Regions from separate parts of the Sander lucioperca genome. Here region 1 is linked to region 2. Evidence: chromatin contacts called from public Hi-C data. All regions are on one chromosome and are shown on one strand. Each heading gives the region's core, a stretch centred on a gene start, on an enhancer-like site or on the middle of the called end of the contact. The rest is flanking DNA. Distances are from core to core; before and after follow the strand shown. Region 1 holds the start of ramp1 (receptor activity-modifying protein 1). Region 2 holds the start of ube2f (NEDD8-conjugating enzyme UBE2F).

What was found. A called contact is a pair of places that touch in the nucleus more often than the background predicts.
Region 1: a Hi-C map of muscle shows a contact between it and region 2, with 5 times the contacts expected there. The contact joins the promoter of ramp1 here to the promoter of ube2f in region 2. A contact is called at or near these places in 2 of 2 Hi-C or Micro-C datasets (liver and muscle).

Annotation. Positions count from the first base shown.
Region 1 is chr8:9,308,740-9,314,432 of SLUC_FBN_1.2, forward strand. ramp1 (receptor activity-modifying protein 1) reads right to left here and starts at 4,225. Exons shown (of 3, transcript XM_031291688.2): 1 at 3,647-4,225. The coding sequence starts at 3,704.
Region 2 is chr8:9,173,981-9,180,493 of SLUC_FBN_1.2, forward strand. ube2f (NEDD8-conjugating enzyme UBE2F) reads left to right here and starts at 4,340. Exons shown (of 9, transcript XM_031291645.2): 1 at 4,340-4,527; 2 at 6,174-6,203. The coding sequence starts at 4,413.

The DNA.
Region 1 (5,693 bases), core at 2,975-5,474, 130 kb after region 2:
AGTGAAGACTCCTTTCCCTTTATCCATTTTGTACTTGTCGGCCCAAAACATTACAAGAGACAATTAAAAACGGCTTCTGTCATGGCACAAATGACTTCAATTGCAGAGGTTATTTTGATTTGTATCAACTCTGTGTTCTATTAATCTAATTATGCTGCCAGTCTTTAAAAGTGCCTGTAAGACTAATAGAATGAAAGTATCCTAGACAGATAAATGGACCGCCTGAATGTGCATCATTATTTAGGGACCAAAAAATGTTTTTTGAAAGAAAAGATTTTTCAGAGCAAAAAAATTGCTGTTTCAGGTGGGAATGTGGTAAAACAGTAATGAGGCAACCTGGTGCCGCTGTGATGAGTCATACATTTCTCTTTCTGCAAATAGAACACCTACATGGAGGCTATGTAATGGGAAACAAAGGGCAAAGTGATAAAGAGTAGAGGAAGCTTGCCTCAACACCTTTGTCAGATAGCGTCACAGCGTGTGTAGTATGCACGTTGGTGTATTTCCAGTGCATATTTCAACTGTGTGTTCATTTTATTTTTTCATCACCACTCTGAAGTCTGTAACAGGTGTAACTAGTACATTTTTATAGAAATCCACAATGCTCAGTTTGGGGTTAGGGGATGAGATTCATTTTACAGTTCAGCTGAGGGTAAAGCATTTAGTGGTTAGCATTAGTGTTAGAGGTTGGGAAATGAACCCAAGTCAACTGAGTGTCTTCCCAAGCCTAAACGTACATGCTGTGGATAAATCTGTGCACGCAGCAGAGAAAGAGAAAGAAAGAGAGATAAGGGTCTGAAAAGGAGACAAATAAGACTGGATCTCCTCGCTGAGACTTTCCTGCATTACATGGCTTTATCAGCCGAGTGGTCTTGTCATACATTTTGTATAAGTGGCAATGCATAATGACGGAAATTAAATAATTGATATCATACTCTCATAACATCTTTTTCTTGAAACTTGAAAAAAAATATTTGTGGATCTGGTGTACTTCACATCGCTGATCATAATAGGTTTGTTAAATATTCGTATCACTGTTGTAGTTTGTTCACTTTACGTTCTCTAAGCTAAGTGGTTGCATCACACTTCATACTCAAGGTAATTACAGTATATACATTTACATTATGTGAAAGTAGGGCTGGGCAATATATCAATATATCGATATATATCGATATCGTGATATGAGACTAGATATCGTCTTGGATTTTGGATATCGTAATATCGTAATACGGCTTAGGTGTTGTCTTTTCCTGGTTTTGCAGGCTGCATTACAGTAAAGTGAGGTCATTTTCTGAACATACCAGACTGTTGTAACTGTTCTATTATTTGCCTTTACCCTCTTAGTTATTATATCCACATTACTGATGATTATTTATCACAAATCTCTTGTGAAAATATTTTGTAAGAGCACAAATTGTCAGCCCTACAATATCGTCCTAATATCGACATCAACATTGTGATATTTGATTTCCTCTATATTGCCTAGGGCCGCACAATATGAGGAAAATATGCGATATGCAATAACATTGTTGAATATCGCGATAACGATATTACTTGCGATAAATAAACAGCTATTAAAGTGTACTCAGTTCTGCATTTCTGCTGCTTTCAGTATTCTGCTAAAATACAACAAATTGCTTGTTGAATTTACTAACAACTAATGAAAGGAAATCATTTTCGACATTCTTTTATTGAACAAATTGAACATTGAATTGAATATAAAATGCACCACTAAAAAAAGAATGACAGTTTCATTTTAAAGTGCAGTTTTCTACTGATATTTTCTTTCAACTAACACCTAACACAAATCTCTGAGTGTCTATTGGCTATATCGCAGCCTTTCGCGGTATGTATATTGTGCCTGTTGATACTGCGATGACGATAAAAAAACAATATATTGTGCGGCCCTAATATCGCCCAGCCCTATGTGAAAGTGAACACACTGCCGGTCATATAAATGTGATGGCCAGCGCTGATTCTGACTGTCTGCAGTTGCTGGTTCACTAGGTCTACACAGACACAACTTATAAGTTTAATTTACAACAGAGTTATCACACCATGATTGCTTCTGTTTCTTTCGCTGTCTTTTAATAAGAGGAAGTAACACACTATGTATCACAGCTAAGCTGACAGCAGTGCTCTCGGTCACCACCGGTGAGCGGAGCTCCACTGCTAAAAGCTACTGATTCTATCAGTATAGCCTGAATCACCTTTGTCTTAGTCACCAAAGAAGAGTCCGGGTCGAGTCACCATTGCCGGAGTTCGAGTCCAAGTCGAGTCACTAGTCCAGAGTCGTACTCAAGGCGGATGCAAATACTCTATCACTGCCTATTACACATAAATGTAGTCAGAAACTTTATCCAACTTCTGAGCCCTATTTCATGAATGCTCGAGTACGAGTTGATAAATTCTCCAAGGCGAGTCACGAGTCCAGAGAATAGCGACTCGAGTCCGAGTCCAGGACTACTCCATCCAGAGGTACTCCATCACTGGTAGTATTACAACTGTGTAGCTATTGTAAAAAAGAAATTACCTCACCATTTTTGAGTGTCATTATTTTTGAAAAACAATGACAAATGTTAAATAGTTATACCACTATGTTAAAATATTAAAGTAAAATAGGTCAGGTGTCCTACTGACTAGCTAAGCTCATATTTATTTTGACTTTTCAGCAACTGACTTTTTTTTTTTAAAGAACAATGGAAGAACCTCAACCAGCTAATGCATCATTTCTATCAGATTATGTTTCTTGTAGAAATAGATTTTTGCGACTATGCTTGGCAAAAAGCAAGTTTTTTCTTACTTTTTCATAACCCTTCCAGGTGAATTCCCTACATCTCAGTTGGAATAAGTGGATTTATTGTATACAATCTCTAAATAGTAAGCCTGATTGCAATGACCTGATAATAACCTGATAATATTACATGATTGCAGAAGGTTGCCAAATTAAATGCATACCACTCCAAACAGAGAATCTAACTAGAGAAGCCTTCAGTGAACTTGTGGTAGCAAGCTAAAATAAAAAAATAAAATAAAAAAAAACCCATCACAACAGTTTAGAAATGTTAGGCACATTTCCTACCTGTGGAAAATCATTATAATGAAAAAGCTGACTTGTGAGGGAATCCTGTAGTACATTTGATATCATATCATAACGAACCCACAGGTTAGGTCAGGAGTATAATGAAAGTGAGAGTGATAATAACGTGTTTTATGGTCTATATAAACAATTATTAAAAGTAATTTTAATATGATTATTAAGTACCACAAACACACGAGATCCTGGCACAATATTGCTGTTTGTTTCATTGTTTGGAACATCAAACTTGCCATTCATCTTTAAACCAGCAGAAGTGAACACATACTATTGCAGGTATGTTGCTCTGTTTGACTCTGGATGTGAATGAGAGTAATTGAAGTCGTTTTTACACAGCAATTACTAAGCCTCCATAAACACAATATGTACATCCGAACTCATTTGTTTCTAACTGATGATCGCATGAGGAATGTTTCGCCACGTCTGATGACGTGTCTGATATTTTCCAAACAGATGTCACAATTTAGGTTTACGTTAATGCGTCCCCTCACCACCTTTGTATCTCTTCATTTCACACACATGAATGCAGCCACAGAGTGAGAGACTCACCTACAACGAACCACAGGAGCGTCTGTTTCTGCCGAGCTGCCCCGGTCTGCGATCCCATCCTGTCGCTCTCAGAACGATCCACTGACTGAAGTTTGGGAGGGAAGTGAAGAGGGGGAGCAACTGACAAGAGCTCAAAGAGTAAATGGTAACATAATAAGTGACAGCAGCTAGGTGAAGAAATCCATGGAGCTTATACGGCCATCCGGTCGGGGATCCTCTGCTGTCTCACCTTGCGCAAACTGCTCGGGGGAGGGAGGGGGGGTCAAGACTCGTCCTTGCTCCTGCTGTACCTGAACTCCCCCGAGTCTTCCTGTCACCGGTCCTTTGTCATCCACACATGAATCATAGTGACTCGTAAAGTTGTAGCTCTCTTTCCCACCAGCCGTTCTGAGGTTTAGGAGGAATTCGGAGCGCGCTTTTGAAGTGTGCAGGGCTGGAAATTGTGCTGAGCTGTGCGCAACGGGACGCACCAGCCTGGGACCGGTGGAGCGGAGAGACTGTGTGATGGTTCACTGCTTCTGTCTGCGAGGGCACGGCTCTGGGTGAGCGGCGGGGACACGGGACAGACCCAAACAGAGCAATTACAGCGCGGGGAGGGGAAGTGAGGGGGATTTGGATGAGGGAGGAGGCACCGGACTCCTAATGGTACTTTTCCATTGGTTAATCGGATACGTACCCGCGGCCAATGCAGCCTATGACCACAACTTAATAAATAACCAAACTCAATACACAAATAAAAAAGCAAACAAGCAAAAGTAATTGACTATAGCTTAAACTAAACGTATGTTATTACCGGAAATTGTCAGACACCATCTGAAATAGAATACATGTATATCACCTTTATAGAGAGAGACCACACAGACTTTAAATTGTAGATTGTGGATTAATTTGGAATTACTAAAATGGATTAAAAAACAGCATTTGCTGTGTGATTAGTGGACATGTAGAAAAGTTGTCCACCTGTGGTGTGGATCTGAAGACAGGTGCAATGGTTTAAGATTGGATTCAGAGTTGCCCAACACTGCCATCTAGTGGTCATGTGGAGCGTTACAGCTCAAGTTCACATACATCTGTACACGTTTTTTATACAAGCCCTAGCCCTCATATAGTCATTATAAAACAAAACTCCTAATCACTGGTAAAAAAAAAATAATAACAAAGGCTGACGTGTACGAGCCTGAGTGTAGCTTGTAAGGGACCACAGATCTGGAACGAGATTGATGAAAACTTGAAATTGTTGCATTCTGTCTCCATCTTCAAGAAAAGTCTAAAGGAAAAGATGCTTCTAACATAATGATTGTTGAATATTCTTCAGTTATATTTGTACTGGGATTGTCTGTATTTTGTGGTATTTGTCTGTGTTGAGTCTATTGTGAATTGACTTTTTAGTGTCTGTATATTCTCTGGTGTATGTTTATAGTTATTATCGAGCCCCTTTCGAAAAGCTTTTAGTAGCTTATTTGGGGTTCCCTCATTTCACGCGGCCTACATATGATGATTGTACCTTCTGAAATTGTGTTTTAATGATACGATGATGACGTGTGAATAAATCACAAAAAAACAAAAGTTAGAACCCAACTTTTTCCAACTTTAATTCAATAATTGTATCGTCTTTAGACAATTTCTCAGTCCGATTTTCCTTCTTTAGTGTAGTAAAACAGGAGAGGTTAAAAAGATGAGTGGTTGTAATCATGGCTCACCACATCACACTAAATATATTTAACAGTTCAAAGTGGTTTAAACTTCAGCAGAAATGAATAAACCAAGTGCCTCCTGTGACGCACTCTACCGTCTGCCCAGTATGACCCACAGTGATGATGAGAGGGAACACATCAATAGAATATTATAACACTTCACTGCAGCAAACCAGTAGTTTATGTTTGGATCCGTATTGCACATGTATTACTCTGGTGATTCATACTTGATTCTGTTTTCATTTAGAATCCACGGCTAAGCTCGTAAAATCCTGTTTCTCTTCTATACATCCTTATACGTTGTTGAGAAATCCACTTTTTCCGTCTGTCTGACAGCATCACATACTGTGTAT
Region 2 (6,513 bases), core at 3,090-5,589:
CTGGCTAGCATAGACACTTCATCAAAAAACTCGCTTGCGTTTTCATGAATTAAAACAAGTGACATTTCTTAGTGAACTCAACCACATGTGCTAGGAATAAGCCTGAGCTGAGACATGTTTTAAGCTTGGACATTGTGTCTAGCTAGCTGTGATTAGCGGTGTTAGCGGTTTGTTATTGCGATTGGTTAAGCTAAAAGTACAGTGACAAGGTGGTAACTGTTAACTTCTAAAAGTATTTACAATAGCATTAATCGTTTCTTAATGGATATGCACTGGCTTGTGTCTGAGTATCATACTATGTTAACTGAGTATATGCATTGAGTTATAGCTTTACAATTAAATACAGGCTACACCTTTTTACTGAACAAGTGAACATACTCCATATGCTAACGTTACCAATTTAGGTGTATTCGTGGTTATAGTAATTAGCTAAGCTTGTTGTAACGTTACTATGAAAAAGATGTGTGCCTTTGTGTTAGACCCAGGAGAGTTCGGTGTGATTGAACAACAGGATATTTCATCAATGCGTGCGTGTTTACTTGCTAGTTAGTTGTATCAACCTGTGTTTACATTTCTTTTCTTTTCCAACTATGTTGTCTGCTTGACCTGCATGACCCTGTCCCTACCCCTGCAGCTTATTGACTCACATCCAGGTTGAGTTAGTGAGCAAAACGGGGGTGCAGTGACTGACAGCTGAGGCAGGTGGGCAATGTGTGTCACTGACAGTCAGACTCAGTGACACACATTTTATGGACTCACTGATACCTGAGACCTTCACCGTCAGCTACTGCTGCTCTTCCACACTGAAAACAGAGTGCAGAGATGCCAGTGAACTGCTCCCCTAGAGAGGAAAGGTTAAAAGGCCTCTGCACTACCTACAGAATTGTACAACAGTAAAAGAGCAATAGTAGGCTTTAGCAGAAAACTAGGGGGAAACAGAACATTTTCAAAACAGCAGAAGGTATCAGTGGGACCAACCATTCAAGACTGAATTATATTACATTAAGCGAGTAATGTATGCAGTGGGTCAAGGTTGTTGTTAGGCAGTACGGATGCGGCACCAGGCAAGGTGATTGTCTTTGAAAGTTTAAGTGATTTTAGATGATGACATACTGTATTGTTTGTTTTTAAATTTAAACTCTGATCAGTATTGAATTCTGGAATTCTGGCACTTCTTGTTGACGTTTGAAGTATTTTCAAACAAAACGAGACTAACTCTCCCCTCCCTCCTCTTCATCCCGTCCCCTCCCCCTCGCTTCCGTGCTTCTGCGCACTAACCCCCCAACCCCCACCCCCAAAATCCTTCTTGTCGGTTATTGGCTGGAACGCTGGAACACTGTTTGTTATGTTTGGTGGTGCAGGTTGGCCAGTTTGTTTTTGTTGGCGTTTGTGGAGCCTTGGCTGTCTACAGAGACCGCGTTTTTTTTACAGTGTGTTCAGGGGACAGGCAGCTAGCGGACAGTGAGGAGATGTTTGCTGTATGTGACAAAAAAACGTGTGACATCGCTTAGAGCACCTTTTAACATGACTTTCTAATTTTAAACTTTTGGATGATTACATTTTTAGGTAATTTGACAATTTAATGTAAACAATATTTTTGATACATTATCTTTGCCAGACTAAAGCTGTATCATCTTGATTAAAATACATTTAATCCATTACAGATATTGTTAATTTTACAAATGCATTTACAATAAATGCACAAGAAACTCCCAGGAAATAAGTAAGCAACAGCAAAGGCAGAAACCCACTCAGGCGGTTTGTTGTTGCATGGCATTGGTAGTTACAGGAAGACGTGTTTACAAATGGTAGGGATGCACCGATGCTTCAGCCGGACATTGGAATCGGCCAATGTCCACCCTATTTACTGTCATCGGCCTTTTGGAAAATAAGTTGACATGCGGCGATGGCAGTAGCCAATGTTTATCTGTTTTGCGCTGCCTTTATGTTGTGTTACTTGGTTTGATTTAGGCTACATAAACATTGTTGCGTTTTTGCTTTTAAGCAGAGTTTTGAGCCAAAGCAAACTCCGTGCACAAAAGTGTTTTTTAGCTCCAGTAGAACTAATCTCTGTTTAAACTAACACACCCAAACCGCATATCTCATCAACATTCTCGTATACTGGGAATGCGCATGCCAGGGTAAACAGGAGGCAGTATGTATACTCCGCCCGTTGCTGGTAGTTGCCATGGTAACGTTAATAGCTTAGTCTCAGAGAATGAGACTTCATGACCCAATCAGGCGGCGAAACATTGGCGTCAAAACGGGGTCAGAAGTCTTTTCAAATTTCTCTGGTTTAGGGGCTCTGAAACGCCAGAGCAGTGTGAATGCGAGGTGTAAACGTAGCAAAAGATATTTGTTTTTAAACCGAAATGTAGCAATGTAAATGTAGCCTCATACAACAGTACCTACCCAACTTAAAAAAAAAATGATGTTCTTGTGACCTTCCAAGAACAGGTGCGGTAGCATACCGGTAGACTGCAGCTTGACTATTCCAGACACCATGGCCACTGCCGGAGTCAGAGATGACGGGGGAAAATCATCTTTCTTCCCTAAAGTGTGGCAACATTTTGCCTTCATCGTGAGTGAGTTATGTAAACAAATAACAAAGGTAAAGCATGTGGGCTCCGACGGGACTCTACGGTGCCTTCACGTAAACCTAATGGTGCATTTAATGGCGCCACTAAAAACAAAAACTCGGAGAAACTCAAACTGTTCATGAATGTGTTTAATTACATTTCTGCTCATTTAAAGTTAGTGTAATAAAGATGGTTTAATATTGTTGTTTTTTTTATTATTTATTTGTTTACCTGGTGCAAAAGAAAACAACAAGCATCGACCTTGGCTAAATGAAAATTCTACACATCGGTGTCGGAAATTTGCAATCGGTGCACCCCTAACAAAAAGTGAATGCTTTCATCTCTGAGTTTAACAAGGTTCCTGCTGCAGCATTAATAGGAAAGTTGGCAGAAGCATGACGTCGAAGTACTGTTTTGGCTTCCTTTGTTTACTTTGCAGGAGTCTGTTGATGTCATTTTGCAATGACAAAATGCCTTTCATACTATCAGAGAATTTGTAGTCTTGCATTGCCAGACCTATCTCCACAGCACAGTGTCAGCGCTGGAGTACAGTCTGGCTACACTACCTATCTATTCTGATCTGGGATAGGGGGAAAAAAACAATCTGGCTTGTTTGTATTTCTTTAAACCAATCAAAACCGTCCTGGGCGGCGCTAGACTCTGATAGCAGAGATAACGATAGGGGAGGATGTCAGGCTTTATTGCAGAAATGTACATTCTTTGAGCCAGACTAGAGGATTTGTGACGCTCGTCTCTGTAGGCTCCCCTCTGTCTGGTTTTTGTTGAGATATTCAAAAGAGTGTCAAAGATAAGATGTGTTTTCTTTTTTATCTTTTTGTTATGAACTTCTGAGTTCCCTGTTGCATACAACGGTCCCATTTTGAAAACCACAGCAGTATGGTCATGAATGTTTTAAGAGCAGATTGTCAGAATTTACCTCCTTTAGCTTATACTGCATACATTTTATTTGTTGTAGCAAATAGTCTTGCATCTAAAGGAAAGTTTCAGAGGCTGTGTTATTAAATACCTCATTTCCTGCAGGTAGTCTCATATAACAAGACTATAACTCAACAGTTACAGTATTAGACACCTTGTAGCCCCACACGTCTTTCCACAACAGGGAGTTTAATTGCAATTGGCTCCTCTAATCGATGTCACGCACTCCATTATTCCACCGTGATTAAATGGTGTCTTAGTTGTTATTTTTTTGCTATAGGGAGAATAGGAAGGAATAGAGTTAAACCTCATTATTTCCCTGTGTCTCACCCATTAAACCATTTCTGTCCTTTTTATCTCTTTGCAATGTGACCCATATTGTAGAATATGCAAAATATGTTTTTGATGTATCTGATCTGTCATTTTCTGGTCAGAACTGAACTTTGGACTTGGATATAATGTACCTTGAAAGACCCTTCTCTGTAATGTTTTTTTTTCATCCATCCAGCCTTTCATTGGTGGCGTCTGAAATTCCATACTAACATGTGATTTAGTAGGCTAAAACAGTACAGCATGTGAGATTTTTGAGTATGTCCGAAACCTTAGTATGAAACCAATAATACGTGAAATGCATACTATTTCCGGTGAAATATTACAGCATGCAACCACTGACAACCAAGACATGCAGGAAAACCGTCACAGGTCGGACTCGAACCCTGGACCTTCTGCGTCGAGGAATAAACCTCTGCATATGTGCGCCCACTCTACCAACTGAGCTAACCGGCCACGTCTAATTCATTCTTTATGGTGTGTGTGATCGTCAGGCTTTTGAGCAGCAGTGCAGTGCAGCAGAGTTCAGCGGGGGGGCAGACCGAGGCAGACCACAGCAGCGTAGTCATGCTTACGTTGGCCAGTAAGCTGAAGAGGGACGATGGAGGAAAGGCGGGCCGTGCCTCTGGAGCCTCCGACTCCGCCCATAGGATCTCCATCAGGGACCGCCTCCTTACCAAAGGTACCTACTTCATAAGTTGTTTCTGGACTGTGTTTTCCAGGAAATTTCATTTCATAAATATATAAGCGTTCATGCTTCTCTTCCTCCATGGATGTTTGTGCTTCTCCTTCTCCTTCTCTTTCTCTGTTTCTACCTCCATCTCTTTTTTTCCTCTTTTTCTATCTGTCCATGTTTTTGCCTCTTGCTCCTTGGTTTTTATTTATAGGTACCTCTGGTTGCCTTGAGATGCAGCTTCCTCTCTCCTCCTTTAAATTTCATGGATGTCCTTGTCCTTCTCAGTTTTTGTCATTCTATTTACATTTGTCTCATTCTCACCCCTTGTGCCCGCCACCACTTTCCTTAATGCGTTCTCTTTTCTGGGTATTCACCTGTCTTTGCTTTAGTCTGTAAATGTAGGACTTAAATGTATTATTTTACCCAGTTACCATGACCATTGAAATTAAGGCTATAGTATAGTATAGTATAGTTTGATGTAAGTGTCTTTTCCCAATAATTTGAATGACCAATCTTTGTTTGTGTTAAACTGTTTTTGTCTAGAGAGATGTTTACTATTATTATTACTGTTAGTACACTATTATTATCAAAATTAAGTGAGAGAAAATTCAGAGTATCATTACAGTACCTTATTATTACACTTTGCACTTATATTGTTTATATTCTTTTTATCCTTCTTATATTTGTATGTGTGACATGCTCCAACAACACCATGACAAATTCCTCGTATGTGCAACGTACTTGGCAATAAAGCCCTTTCTGATTCTGATTCTGATATCTCAAAGCATATGTTTGTATAACTGACAATAGAAAAAGTCTTAGCACGACACACCACAACAACAGAGAAACCAAGCAAGTTTCCCCCCTCACCTTTTTGTGTTGAAGTGTTAAACCTGCTGATGCAAATAAGCAGTGAAAAGAGTGTCAGCGATGTGAAACTAAAACCGAGAACCTGAGATTTAGAAATCCAACCAGACTTACCCCAGAGGCAACCCCAGCTAAACAACACCCTACTCTTTACACGTCTTTCTGTTGGTTCTTTTTTTTCTTTTTTTTTTAACCCACTGATCAAATTCTGTTTTTCCTCTGCTACATTGTGTTGTATGCATTTACAACGTGCATATTATTAGAGGTGCAACGATGAATCGATGAATCGATTAGTTGTCAACTATTAAATTAATCGCCAACTATTTTGATAATCGATTAATCGTTTGAGTCATTTTTTTATTAAAAAAAATAAGATTTCTCTGATTCCAGCTTGTTAAATGTGAATATCTTCTAGTTTCTTCTCTCCTCTGTGACAGTAAACTGAATATCTTTGAGTTGTGGACAAAACATGACATTTGAGGACGTCATCTTAGGCTTTGGGAAACACTGATCCACATTTTTCACCATGTTTTGACATTTTTATAGATCAAACAACTAATCGATTAATCGAGAAAATAATCGGCAGATTAATCGACTATGAAAATAATTGTTAGTTGCAGCCCTACATATTATACATTATACTTTTATGCAGAGTCACTTTCCTAGGTTCATTATTTAAAGGTGCCGTAGGTAGGATTGCGAAGATCCAGGATTTAGCCAAAAAATTCTGTCTTTGCCCTTTTCTCTCCACCTTTATTCATGGTTCTTTGTTTTTCTCTCAACAGAAGTTGCAGAACTTGAAACCAATCTCCCTAGTAAGTTTTGCTTTGCACTTCCATACACACTGATCTTATTCAATTAGTTTAGTTCATTTCACCTTGCATTTCTCCCCATGTTTACATTAGTGTTTGTTCAGGTCCACATCTTCTCCTAGTCAATACATCTGAAACACTGCTAAGACAGCTAAATAACTGACTTAAAAAAAGGATATTAAATAGTGTCCTCCGTGTTCTTAAATGTTCTCAACTTAGGAAGAAAACATTTATAACATTTATAGTCTGTTTTTTTTTTTTCCTTTTTCCTACAATATAAAGGAATTGTTTCGGACATGCTAATTTTGAATAT